Regions from separate parts of the Danio rerio genome. Here all the other regions are linked to region 2. The links are chromatin contacts, called in public HiCAR-type maps. All regions are on one chromosome and are shown on one strand. The core of a region is the stretch at or near the end of the contact, and the rest is flanking DNA. Distances in the headings are between cores, read along the strand shown. Region 1 holds the start of cflara (CASP8 and FADD-like apoptosis regulator a). Region 2 holds the start of pgap4 (post-GPI attachment to proteins GalNAc transferase 4). Region 3 holds the start of pecr (peroxisomal trans-2-enoyl-CoA reductase).

Region 1 (3,624 bases), core at 297-2,796, 300 kb before region 2:
TGATTGGGGTTCTGTTGGGCAAAGGCCAGCAAATCTCCTCTCAGTTCTTCCACACAACTGTTGTTGAACAAATCAGTGCAAAGATACAGCAGGATCTTAGACTCGTCGCTGCTAAGAGATGCGGTCACTTTGTTAACCAGAGTAGAAAATCCATCTGCCATTTCACCGTATGGTGTTGTATAAATACTTTAGGTAATAGTTTGGGTCATTTTAAAAGCAGAATTGAATTTTCTATGCATTTTTAAAATCTAATTAAGTTAGTCTAGAAAAAGGGCTGTATTTTCTTTTTCTTTTCTTTTTCTTTTTTTTTTGCAATCAATGAATGAAAATTGCATTTATCTTGACAGAATGGAAGAATGTAGCCACTTTGGATTTACACCTGTAAAAGACAAACAGAACACCCAATTTAGCAAAAAAATAAAAAAATAAATAAAAAAAAACATCAACAAATGAAAGATACCTGTAAAAGGCTGAATTACCTTCAGTGACCTTAATTTGGAGCACCAAATTCTTTGGTGGTTTTGCCAGCAGCGAGCTTCATCTTTTGCTGACACTAAGTTAAAAAAAATTTTTAAAAAAAGAGGAGGAGAAAGGGGACTCATCACTAGATGGATGTAAATCTAAATGAAACCATAATGATGGAAAGTACCTAGACATCCACAACAGATTTTGTGGGGGGCATTTTACCACGGTGGTATTTTTTGATATTCTTTAAAATACATTACATTTGATGTTTTCAAACATCCTTGTCAGTGTGCTTAAGCAAGGGGATTTCCGAAATCAACCATGGAATTTGTATAGCGTCACTACACAAGCGTTTATCTACTAACTAGCCTATTTCACAGCGTTTATCTACTAACAACGCCTTTTCATTGTTTTTGGCATAACTTTTGAATTCCGAAGAACCACTTCGGTCGTAAAAGATTAATCGATTCTTTAATGTCTTTATTGTGAAAACATTCGACTCGAGCTGATTCAAAAAGTTGAATGTATGAATAACTAAGTCTCCCGACAATACTAACTTACACCTGTTCCTAAAGCCTACGTGGACAGAGATACAGGCGGAGCAGATAATTAAAGGTCACAACAGCAATACAAAACGATACAATACGCGTATTCTAAAACAACTACTACGTTTCACCGTCGACTGACTTGAACTGCCTTTGTTTACATGTTGTTCACAACGTCTTCCGTTCAGTAGTTAGGACTCTTCAACTTACAGCCGAATTTGTCCGGTAAAATTGTACTTATAGTAGGTTACGTAGGCCATTTATAGAACTTGTTAACGTTAAGTGTTTATCGACTAACTTGTATGAAGCTATAACAAAAAATCTTACTAAAAGTAAGCTATTTGATCAGAGAGAATGTATTTAAATGATATTTTTACCTTTTACGTCGTACGTCGCCATCGTGACAAACTGAAGCAAAAGCGAAAGCAAAGTTACCAAAGCCTTTGAGTTACGCGAAGTCACGCCCTGTTCCGGTCGATCGAGACAAGTAGTGGTGCTCACTGCAGAGCCATTTAGGCAGAGCTGAGCTCCAGCGAGGGGGAGCTTGAGCTCTCGTTCCTCCTTTCATGCACTTCTACGAGTGATGTCACTGGGGTAGGGTTAGGGGTGGGGTTGGTGCACGCATTAAAACGAGAGGGTGCTCGCTGCAGAGCCATTTGAGCAGAGCTGAGCTCCAGAGAGGGGGAGCATGAGCTCTAGCTCTGCCTCCTGAAAGCTGTTTTAATGCGTACACCAGGATTAAAACAGCTTATAGGAGGAGGAGCGAGAGCTCATGCTCCCCCTCTATCGAGACAAGCTGTACTGATATCAGCCCTCATGGATGATCAGTCATTATTCATCAAACAAAGTCAGTATAGCAGATACTCGTTGCTGGCTTTGCTGAAACATTTTTCAGAGATATATCAACGATCTAAATTGGGCAGGTTTAATTTATATAATGGATTCACTATAATGAAGGAAATATGGCAAGATTATATGTGTAGGCTATAATACATCTTTATATGTAATACAAATCTTTTTACATTTAATAAATGTCTAACACTATATTATTATTTTACTCCAGCGATAAGTATTTATTTGCTCAATTTTCTAACTTTTTTTATTAATGATTTCCCACATGAAGTACTATAGTGATTTAAAGTAAGTAATATATTTGTTTTTATGTTTTTATATAGATTTGTTAAACCATAAAGTACTGGTCATTTGTGATAATTATAGTTGCAACAAAATAGTAATACAAACAAATTGACTGATAATAATAATTATATATTTAAATATATTTATTATATATATAATATATATAACTAAAAGTTGCTGCAGTTTAGTAAAAGATGAAGTAGTTATTTTAAATTATCAACTATAGTAATTCATTTTAATGTGACACAATGTTTGTTTTGTATATTTTACTATAAAACGATTCTAACTAAGTATAACAACATTAAGATCCTGAATTAGTTTATTACACTCAATCCTATGATTAGATGGTCTGTTATGCTTTCTTAGTGTATGTGGATATGTAAATAAAGTCATGTGTCTAACCAACTATTTTTATTTACATAATTTGAGTTCCAAAACTGCACAGATCAGATGTTAAAGTGATCGTTACGATTTAGCTGATTCTATTGGAGATTTTTTTTTTCACTTATGCAGTTTTGTTATGCAACTACGGCTAATTTGCTAACAGACTTGTTGAAAAGAATAAAAACAGATTTTTTCCACCTTTCACATTTTTCATTTGTGGACTCTAATGCTGAAATAAATGCATAGGCTGCTGCAAAATAATATTTTGCTGATTTGCTCATTTTATTGTAATTTTCACGCCAAGTATAAGACATTTAGTGAATTTACTCACTGAACAAATATGAACAACATCTAAGGTAAGCAGTGTCTGGGCAAACAAGCAATGCTCAAGAGAAAACAAGAAAGTTTTAGTACATTTCATAGATGAAAAGATACAGATAACTATAAGAACTTACTATTTAATTTTGGTCTTATTTTATAGTACTTGCTTCATACTTACTATAAACCATTATAAATTACTTTTATATAACCTCCAAATATTTGATCAAAGCATTCAACAGTGCCTTAACGTTTGCATGATCTAGACATATTACCTATGATTAGTACATATAGGACTGGATTTAGTGATTTGGGGGCCCTTAACAATTCGAACCACCGAGATGTCCTACAGTAATATGCACACTTGGTAATTGTATTTTATTTATTTAGTTGTCTTTTTCTTGTATTACTCAGTCTTGCTTTGTATATTTTTCTCTTAACGCAATTTCTACATTTCATAAGATTTGATTGCTTAAAATGAGTTCACAACTAAAAGTAATAAATAAACTTTTTGGGTTTTAAAACAAAATTTTCATCCGATGTGACTGCTGGACAAAATACATTTTATTTCATTTAAGTTTATAGTTATGACTCTGCCAAATTCATTTAGCATAAATCCGCAGGTCTTTTGCAAAATTCTCCGCAAAAATGTCTGCAGATTGTTTCTGGCCCTAGTAATAATTAATTTGTTTTTTACAGGTTTGGTAATTATTTAGCATTGTGACACACCTTTATGAGAATGAAATGAACTGACTTTCAGAAAATACTTGAAACG
Region 2 (4,046 bases), core at 38-2,537:
ATTAATCAGGGTTTCCACGCTTTCATGAACAGCAGATTCAAGGACTTTGGATTACTTTTTACAGCACCATTCGTTTAAAAACAAGCACCATATGCACAATGAAAGTACTTAACATTTCATTTACACTTAATATTTACGTTGAGTGATTTTCAAAAAGTTTGACTGTTTTAAAAAGTCATGTTTAAAGAACTTTAATCAAATTTGTTGAATTCGATACTGGTTATATTCAAATGCAGTTTCTGAAATATTGATAACATGTCAGTGCTATTGTACAATATTTAAATGTAAGGTTTTTAATTCAAGGACTTTTTCAGTTTTTTTTATTTATTTAGTTTTTGACAATTGAGTAAAAATGTTGAAATAAAACCATAAACAAATTTCATTTCTAATTTTATTCAAGCACTTTCAATGGCATGTGTTTGATTTTAAGAACTTGCAGCCCTTGAATCCATACTGTATGTCTGAAATAAGAATACTTTTAAGTACTTTCAAGAAGCATGGGAACTCTGATTTATACTTACTATGGTTTGACTTGCTTTGTTAAAAGCTACTATGGTTTTACTTTAAAACATGGGCCTAAGGTTATAGTACTGTTATAAAACAATAGTTTTAATGTGTTTAATGAAAATGCTATGGTAAAAACCATCGTAAATGTTGTGGTTACTATGGTTTTGCTATATTAAACATAGTTAACCCATGATTGTTGTAGTAACACCACGGTTCATTTCTATTAAATGACAAATAAAAACATTTCCAAAAAGACTGATTACACCCAAGTTATTGATTGTAACTTACAGTTGAGGTTCTGCAGATTTTTCAGTCACGAAACGTACTTGCTCTGCTTTACCACTTTTTGCAAGAGCTTTTTCGCTTATTTTGTCCGAACGTTTTCGGCACTCAATCATAAAACTTACTAACGTTACAAACGTTGTTTATATTTGAGAAATATTTTACCGAGTATCACGTAGTCCACGCAGCTGCCTGTTTTTTTTTAATGTCACATTGCCATCTAGTGGCTAGTGTGTGGTACAGTACATGAAGACGTTATCACGTGGTTTTGGTTACTGTACTCAGCGTTATTAGTGACGAACCAATCATCGTTTTTAAGTCGTTTTCACCTTGAGCTGTGAAATACGAACTGAATCCATAAAAGTATTACCTTTATTTTCCACAATGTACACTTTTATATGTATATTTATTCGAAACACTAAGCAAGAAACGCGCAACATTTGTGCATCACTAATTAAACGCGCAGTTTGTCCTTGTATTACGGTAAGACGCCATCTACGTTACTGTTTTGAACTGATTTGAGTACTTAGGCTAAAAAACTGATCTTTGGCCTCCCTTTCACTCTCGGCAGCTGTTGAGAATTCATTGGGTGCTGAACATCCACATTATGAGAGGTAACGTAGAAATGCTAAAATAGTTTATGCTTTGCTACCATTTGTTGTTATTTTACTTAACGGGCCGCTAAATAACATTCTGCTTCCGGGTTTGTCTTCTTATTTACACATGCCTGTTCACTAGCCTGTTGTACTTTTTTTCTACACGAGTAGCTTCTGCTGCTCTTTCCGAGTGCCTTGTGACTGTATGCATATAAAAAGCTCTCACGAACTTTTATAATGTGTTATAGTAGACGTTTTTCGTAACACGTCGACATAATTCCTAGTAAACCGAAATATAACGTTACACATAAATAGTTTCTATATATAATATTTCAAAGCAAATATGTATTTAAAGCTTGTCTCCCCGAGTTATGTCAACCATGTGTTATACTGTCTCCAGTACGAACCTTCTCTACGAAAGAAAGTATAATAGTTTCTCAAAATTCTGAAATATTGATGTTCAAATTTGAGTAAAAGTATGAAATCACTTTAATTTAAATGTGACATTTCATCTTTAACTAGTGTGCATATAACAAATTGACCTTAACATAACAGTTAAGCTTTATGAATAAGGTCAAAACATTTATATTCGCTCATTCGTTCAATGACAGCTTGTGACATGCTTCTTCAATATTGGTTTACCATGGTACTTTGAATATTCAGTCTGAAATTACATCTAGATATGACTTAAAAACAACACTAGCACTATTTATTCAATTGAATACTGTTGTACTTTTGATGGTCATTGGCTGCAAATATGATTTCACTATTTAGAGTTTACAAATATAACTTTTTTTGAAATTATATGATTAAGGAGACAGTCCGAAAGTGTAAATATAAAACCAACCTTACCTCAAAACTGTTACGTACGCCTTTTTGGCATTTTCCCATTATATAAAAAAAGACATCTACAGTATAAATATAGAACAATCACTCATAATGCATATGTTAAAATTTGACAAAAATATATACTATATGTATTGTATATTTAATCATCTTTACTAGGAGATTAAAAATAGGGGAAATGTAACTATGGGCATCTGCTATAAGGTTTAAATCAATGGTTACCAAATTGGGGTTCGCTTGGTGATTTCCAAAAATCACAATTACTTTATTTAACTATTAGAATTACCATATTTTAATCAATAACCTACAGAAGAAAAAAAATAGTAGGTGCAGTAGGTGATCTGCCAAAATGCTAATTGGTTAGCATAATGTATTTGAAACACAGTCCCTCCCCTGCTCCAAAGCCACACCTCCTGAAACACGAACGCATGCACCTTAAAGATGACAGCAGACAACCCTAGTTCATGTCATTCGCCAATAATACTACAATTCTGAATGAAAACTGTATTACATCTAGCACGCTTTCAGTTGTGTTGTTAGCAAGCAAAACTTGTAATAATGTGCAATTCATGCATGCAAGGATCGCTTTATCCTAAAGCGACTACTGTATGCTTGGTTGGTCAGCGACGTGCTGGAATTACACTTATTACTAAGCCATACTTACAAGCTATTTCAGACCGAATATTCAGAGTAGCATGGTAAACAAAAGGATGACGTCACAGGCTGTCAGTGTTCAAAAATGAATCAATATGAATATAAGCCAACTTCACCTCAATCAAAGAGCTTAAAATGACCAAGAGGCGACACTCAATAGAACACTCCGTTGCATCAGCAGCACCCAGTAACACCCCAGATTCAGCCATTTTGGCGTGAAAGCGGTCGACTGTCCATTGGATCTTATTGCTGTCGCAATGGCAAGCAGCTGCTTTGTTTTTAATTTTTTTTACTTAAAAAGCGCAGTAAAGCTGAGATACATCCTGACAGACAACAAAACAACACTTACTATCACAATCATCAGCACTTTTAATAGTTTATTTTACATACTTATAATATACTGTTGTTCTATTGGAGTTTTCAATCCAAAATGGCCACTGCGCCATCTTGTGGCTGTTTCCCAAATTGCACTAGAGTGTCGCCTCTTAGTGATTCTATGCTCTTTGCCTCAGTAAAGCAGGCTAGGCAGAATAGCGCTGTTTACTGATGTTTTGTTGTTGAACTGAATAAAAATCTACATTATTGTTGCTATAAAAGGTTCCTTGTGAAATTGAAAATAGACACATCAATCTTTTGCCAGAAGATTTCAGTGGCTGAATAACACTTCTGTGAACATAGCCCATTCGTAGCACAATACAATCTACATAAGCTTGGCATGACTAAAAGAGTTTCAAAACATAACATTACCTGTCTAAAAAAAAAAGACAGATCTGCGTGAAAGGGTGCGCAGTTGTACAAATCTACATTTGCTGACAGACAGTTTGGACTACTTATCAGAATTATGGAAATTGTCGGCCTGACAATATTTAATTAGATGGCACTAGGTTAAACTTTGACACCTTTACGGCACTCATAAACATTACAAATAAATACAGGCCACAACTGAACATGGAGGATGGTCTCTGAATGGCTTTCTTTAAAATTAAATGATGAATAGACTTTGACCTATTGGTACGTGTGCGCCGTTGTGTGCAAGGTTTAGATATTTATAACCACCTGAGAAGATATTGGGGGTCGTAAGTCAATAGCATTGTTTTTTTTGGGGGGGGGGGGGGGGGGGGGGTCGCGTAGTGATAAGTTTGGCAACCCCTGGTTTAAATG
Region 3 (3,963 bases), core at 1,320-3,819, 270 kb before region 2:
TTCAGACGCTCCAGCTTCCTGGACGATATAACCACACTGCATCCTACAACACAGGCCATATTTACATAAAAGCATTAATGTAAAGTACATTTTATATTCACTCATTCAGACTTTCTCCTTAATAATGTACTTTCAAAATGTTATTTCTGTGCTAATTCTAAATAATGAAATTATAGTAGCAGCTTATGACTATCAAAGCACAGCATTGTTCATAGTCAAATACATGCTATATTTATAACAGTTAATGCTGTTTTCAAGTCATACTTGCATGTGATTTCAGACCAAATATTTAAAGTACTTTGGTAAACAATATACGGAGCATGTCACTGAACAAATATCTGAACAGAAGAACACCAACTTTACCTCAAGCAGCGGCGTGAAGAATTTCAGTTAATATATGATCACAACACCTCGTTTGTGAGGAGCAGTTTGATGCTGCTACAAAGGCCAAGCAATGCCATCTACAGGACATACAGTAGAAGGTACTGCATGTTGTGTCATTTGCTTAAACTGTAAACAATAACTTGAAATATCCACTTTAGTAGCGCTTACTTTACATGCATAAAATTACAGATCAAAATAAATATCAAATCCCCTCATGTAAAAGTGATGTGGAAAAACATGCAACCCAAAAACTAGAGCATGTTTGATTAGACCACATCTTTTTTCAGGCAATTGCAGAAAACCAACGATAAGAAACAATGTGCTTTCACAGGGCAAAACAGAGTAATAGTTCTGTCTTTTAGTAGATGAGACACTTTGTTTAGAAAATTTGTTTTTTATTTTATGTGTTAAGTGTTTTGGTTACTTTACCCTTAAAATCATTCTGTGTAAATCTGCAGATTTTGTACAAAATTCTGCGCAGAAATAGCAAAAAATGTCAGCAGATTCTGTCTGGTTTAAGTAAAATGTAAATTTAAAAAAATATTTTTTTAATATTTGTTTAAACTATAAATGTCTGATGACAATTCTTGGAAATTTTAAGTTAAAATATTGTCATTTGGTTAAATACTTTTTCCTCAAAATGTGACAATTGGCCAAAATAAAAATGTTTAAATGTTGTCATTATTCCACCAAACATTTGATTTTTTAAACTCTTGTGTTGCCTATAATTAATAGAAACATGTCAGAAAACACAGCATCTTTTTAATGCAGAAAAAAACCACACTTTTACTTTAACATGCATAAAACTACAGATCAAAATAAATACGAAATCCCCTCAGGTAAAATTGATGTGGAAAAACGTACAACACAGAATAGCAGAAAACCTACGATAGGAAATAACGTGCTTACACAGGGTTTCTGCAGCGTTCATCAAGTCAAATTTAAGACTTTTTAATACCATTATTGATAGATTTTAGACTTAGTCCCTGTTTACACTAATGCGATTTTGTTTTAAACGCACAAGTTATGCTACTGTTAAGCCATCCGTCCACATTTTGGAAACGCTGAAGAGGCCGTTTTCATTCTAAAACGCTGCTGCTCCGTCTTAGACATGGTTAAACACTAAGGATTTTTGATAACAGCCCAGTTGGGCCAATAGAATTTTTTTTGCATGCTATAATAATCAAATGTAGTTCTTTCTTAGCCACATTTTTAAATGAGTTTAACTTTGCTTAAAGTATATTTATTACAGAGAAAATTACTTAAATAAACAAAAATATATACAGTATATGTTGGCTTTTGGTCGAAATGGATTGAGTATAACTTCTATTCAACTTAATGCGTTTCTGTTATAAAACCTTAAGTTTTATGACTATTTATAAACATCAAGTCCACTTCCCACTTACTTCTGTAATAGTTTTTTTATAAATGGAAGATCATGTAAAGGGATATATTTCTCTGTTAATATCATAAGGAATTGTGTAACTATTTTTAGTTTAGGGATTTTAATTTGGAGAATTTGCTGCATTTCTTTGCAATAAAAAACTTATCGTTTTTACAAGATAATACTTTACATTAACTCTCCGATTACACACATTGAATTCTACAAGAAAAAAGGATGTTTGCAGTATTTTCTGGATTATGGAATGATCAAAAAGAGATACACAGAAAACCTTCTCTGTATCGAAAAACTAAAATGTATGCAAAATATAGCACAAAAACAAAACAATGCCTTAATTTACATGATTAAATGAAAAATTTGAGAAAACTCGTAATTCAGGAATATTAACACTTAATGTAATTGTCATTCAACTGTTTTAGCAATTTATTTGATCTTATTTCACCTGCTGTTTAAAGAAGTTAATTTATTTGATAGATAGACACATTTTAACTTTTTTTTGTCAATTTTAATACATTACTGACTGCGGTGTCGCTCAATATCTGGACTAAAGTTCACGGCTATGCAAGTGCTGATCTAAAGACAAGGTCAAAACCATCGTCAAAACTCATGGTAAACTTATACCTAACTGTAAGAGCTCAGAAGTGATGGCTTTTCCAATGCCAGTCCCGCCACCCGTCACGACTGCGACTTTGTGATTGAAAAGACCTGCTTTAAAAACACTGGACGCTGCCATGTTGACTACGACAGCGAAACAACCAGAGTATAATATTGTAAGATAAAAGTCTCTTTCCGGTTGTGTCAAATTAACTTCCTGTGTTTTTTTTTATACACGTTCTGGAAAGTTAAAAGAGATTTTATTAGATGGTTTTGATATCAATGATAGAAAATGTAATAACACATTTCTTAGACGTTTGATTCGCCATCCTGCAACTTTTAGATTTACGTACTTTTGCAATAACCAATTTTAGATTATAAATTGGAATTTGGGGGCAGCACAATCGTTTTACAGCAAGAAGGTTGCTGGTTCGAACCCCGGCTGGGTCAGTTGGCGGTTCTTTGTGGAGGTTGCATGTTCTCCCCGTGTTGGCGTTTCCTCCAGTTTGCTCAAGTTTCACAAGTCCAGAGACGAAGGTGAATTGTTTGTAGTGTAACTTATGTGTGTAAATGAGTGTGTTGGATGTTTCCTAGTGATGGGTTACAGCTGGTTCATTTCGCTGTGGCGACCCCTAATTAATACAGGAACTAAGCCGAAAATAAATTATATAAGTTGGAATTGGATCTGGACATCAAATATTATATAACAAAGTTAGGGAAATCCACTTTAAAATTATACATAAAATATATCCAACCAACCTGTTACTCAGGAGATATAAAGCTTATTTTCCTTACATATTTTATGCTAAAATGTAAATATCTTATTGTAAGATGTACTGCGCATTTGATTTGTACTGTTCAGCAAATCTAATGAAAAAAAATCCTCCTAGAAGTCTTTGAAATATAAAAAATAAAAGCATACAATAATAATAATGATAAAACATCATTTTTTCTTTACAATCTATGGAAAACGCAAGCAAATTACTATTAAAACACAAAAGACATTTCAGTATGTAAAACCATGTGATTTTATTTTACAGTATGTACAGTGAAGCAAAGGAGGAGAATTCCGTACGTGGGTTAACTTTTCAATCACAGATAAACAAACATGATTTTTGTCCTTTCTGATGATGTAATTATAATGAAAGGTCTGAAAGAGATATAATGCCAATCAGCAAAACCAACATCGTCATGTCACTAGTGTGTCCCTCATTCAAATTACACACAAACACAACTGGATTAACATGAGCCTGTGAGTCTTACAGTTCGAGTTATTTAAAAAGATAAAAAAAACATCCTAATGATTTATTGCTTATTAGGGTTAAACATGTAAACACATTTACAAAAAATACATGTGCATATATCTATATACGTTATCCGCATGGTTTCAAACATACAATTACATATACACATCAACATTTTAATAACAATGTGCAAATTCTGAAGTGAGTGCATACCACAGAGTTAAAAACAATTACGTGGGCCATTGAATTAAAAGTAGCTCATTAAAAACACCATTTGGCTTATATATATATATATATATATATATATATATATATATATATATATATATATATATATAT

The links. HiCAR-type assays count read pairs that join an accessible place to other places.
Region 1: a HiCAR-type map of caudal fin shows a contact between it and region 2, with 7 times the contacts expected there. The contact joins the promoter of cflara here to the promoter of pgap4 in region 2. A contact is called at or near these places in 2 of 4 datasets of contacts at active chromatin or transcription factors (caudal fin and embryo).
Region 3: a HiCAR-type map of caudal fin shows a contact between it and region 2, with 11 times the contacts expected there. The contact joins the promoter of pecr here to the promoter of pgap4 in region 2. A contact is called at or near these places in 3 of 18 Hi-C or Micro-C datasets (caudal fin, embryo and an unstated tissue) and 2 of 4 datasets of contacts at active chromatin or transcription factors (caudal fin and embryo).

Annotation. Positions count from the first base shown.
Region 1 is chr11:32,576,008-32,579,631 of GRCz12tu, forward strand. It overlaps cflara (CASP8 and FADD-like apoptosis regulator a), which reads right to left and starts at 1,547. Exons shown (of 11, transcript NM_001313772.1): 1 at 1,388-1,547; 2 at 480-553; 3 at 1-379. The coding sequence starts at 161.
Region 2 is chr11:32,871,878-32,875,923 of GRCz12tu, forward strand. pgap4 (post-GPI attachment to proteins GalNAc transferase 4) reads left to right here and starts at 1,288. Exons shown (of 2, transcript NM_001077341.1): 1 at 1,288-1,403. It also overlaps a transcript of slc8a1a not described here and a transcript of mala.1 not described here.
Region 3 is chr11:32,598,421-32,602,383 of GRCz12tu, forward strand. It overlaps pecr (peroxisomal trans-2-enoyl-CoA reductase), which reads right to left and starts at 2,570. Exons shown (of 8, transcript NM_001017727.1): 1 at 2,408-2,570; 2 at 1-43. The coding sequence starts at 2,519. It overlaps map4k3a (mitogen-activated protein kinase kinase kinase kinase 3a), which reads right to left. Exons shown (of 33, transcript XM_073916889.1): 33 at 3,391-3,963.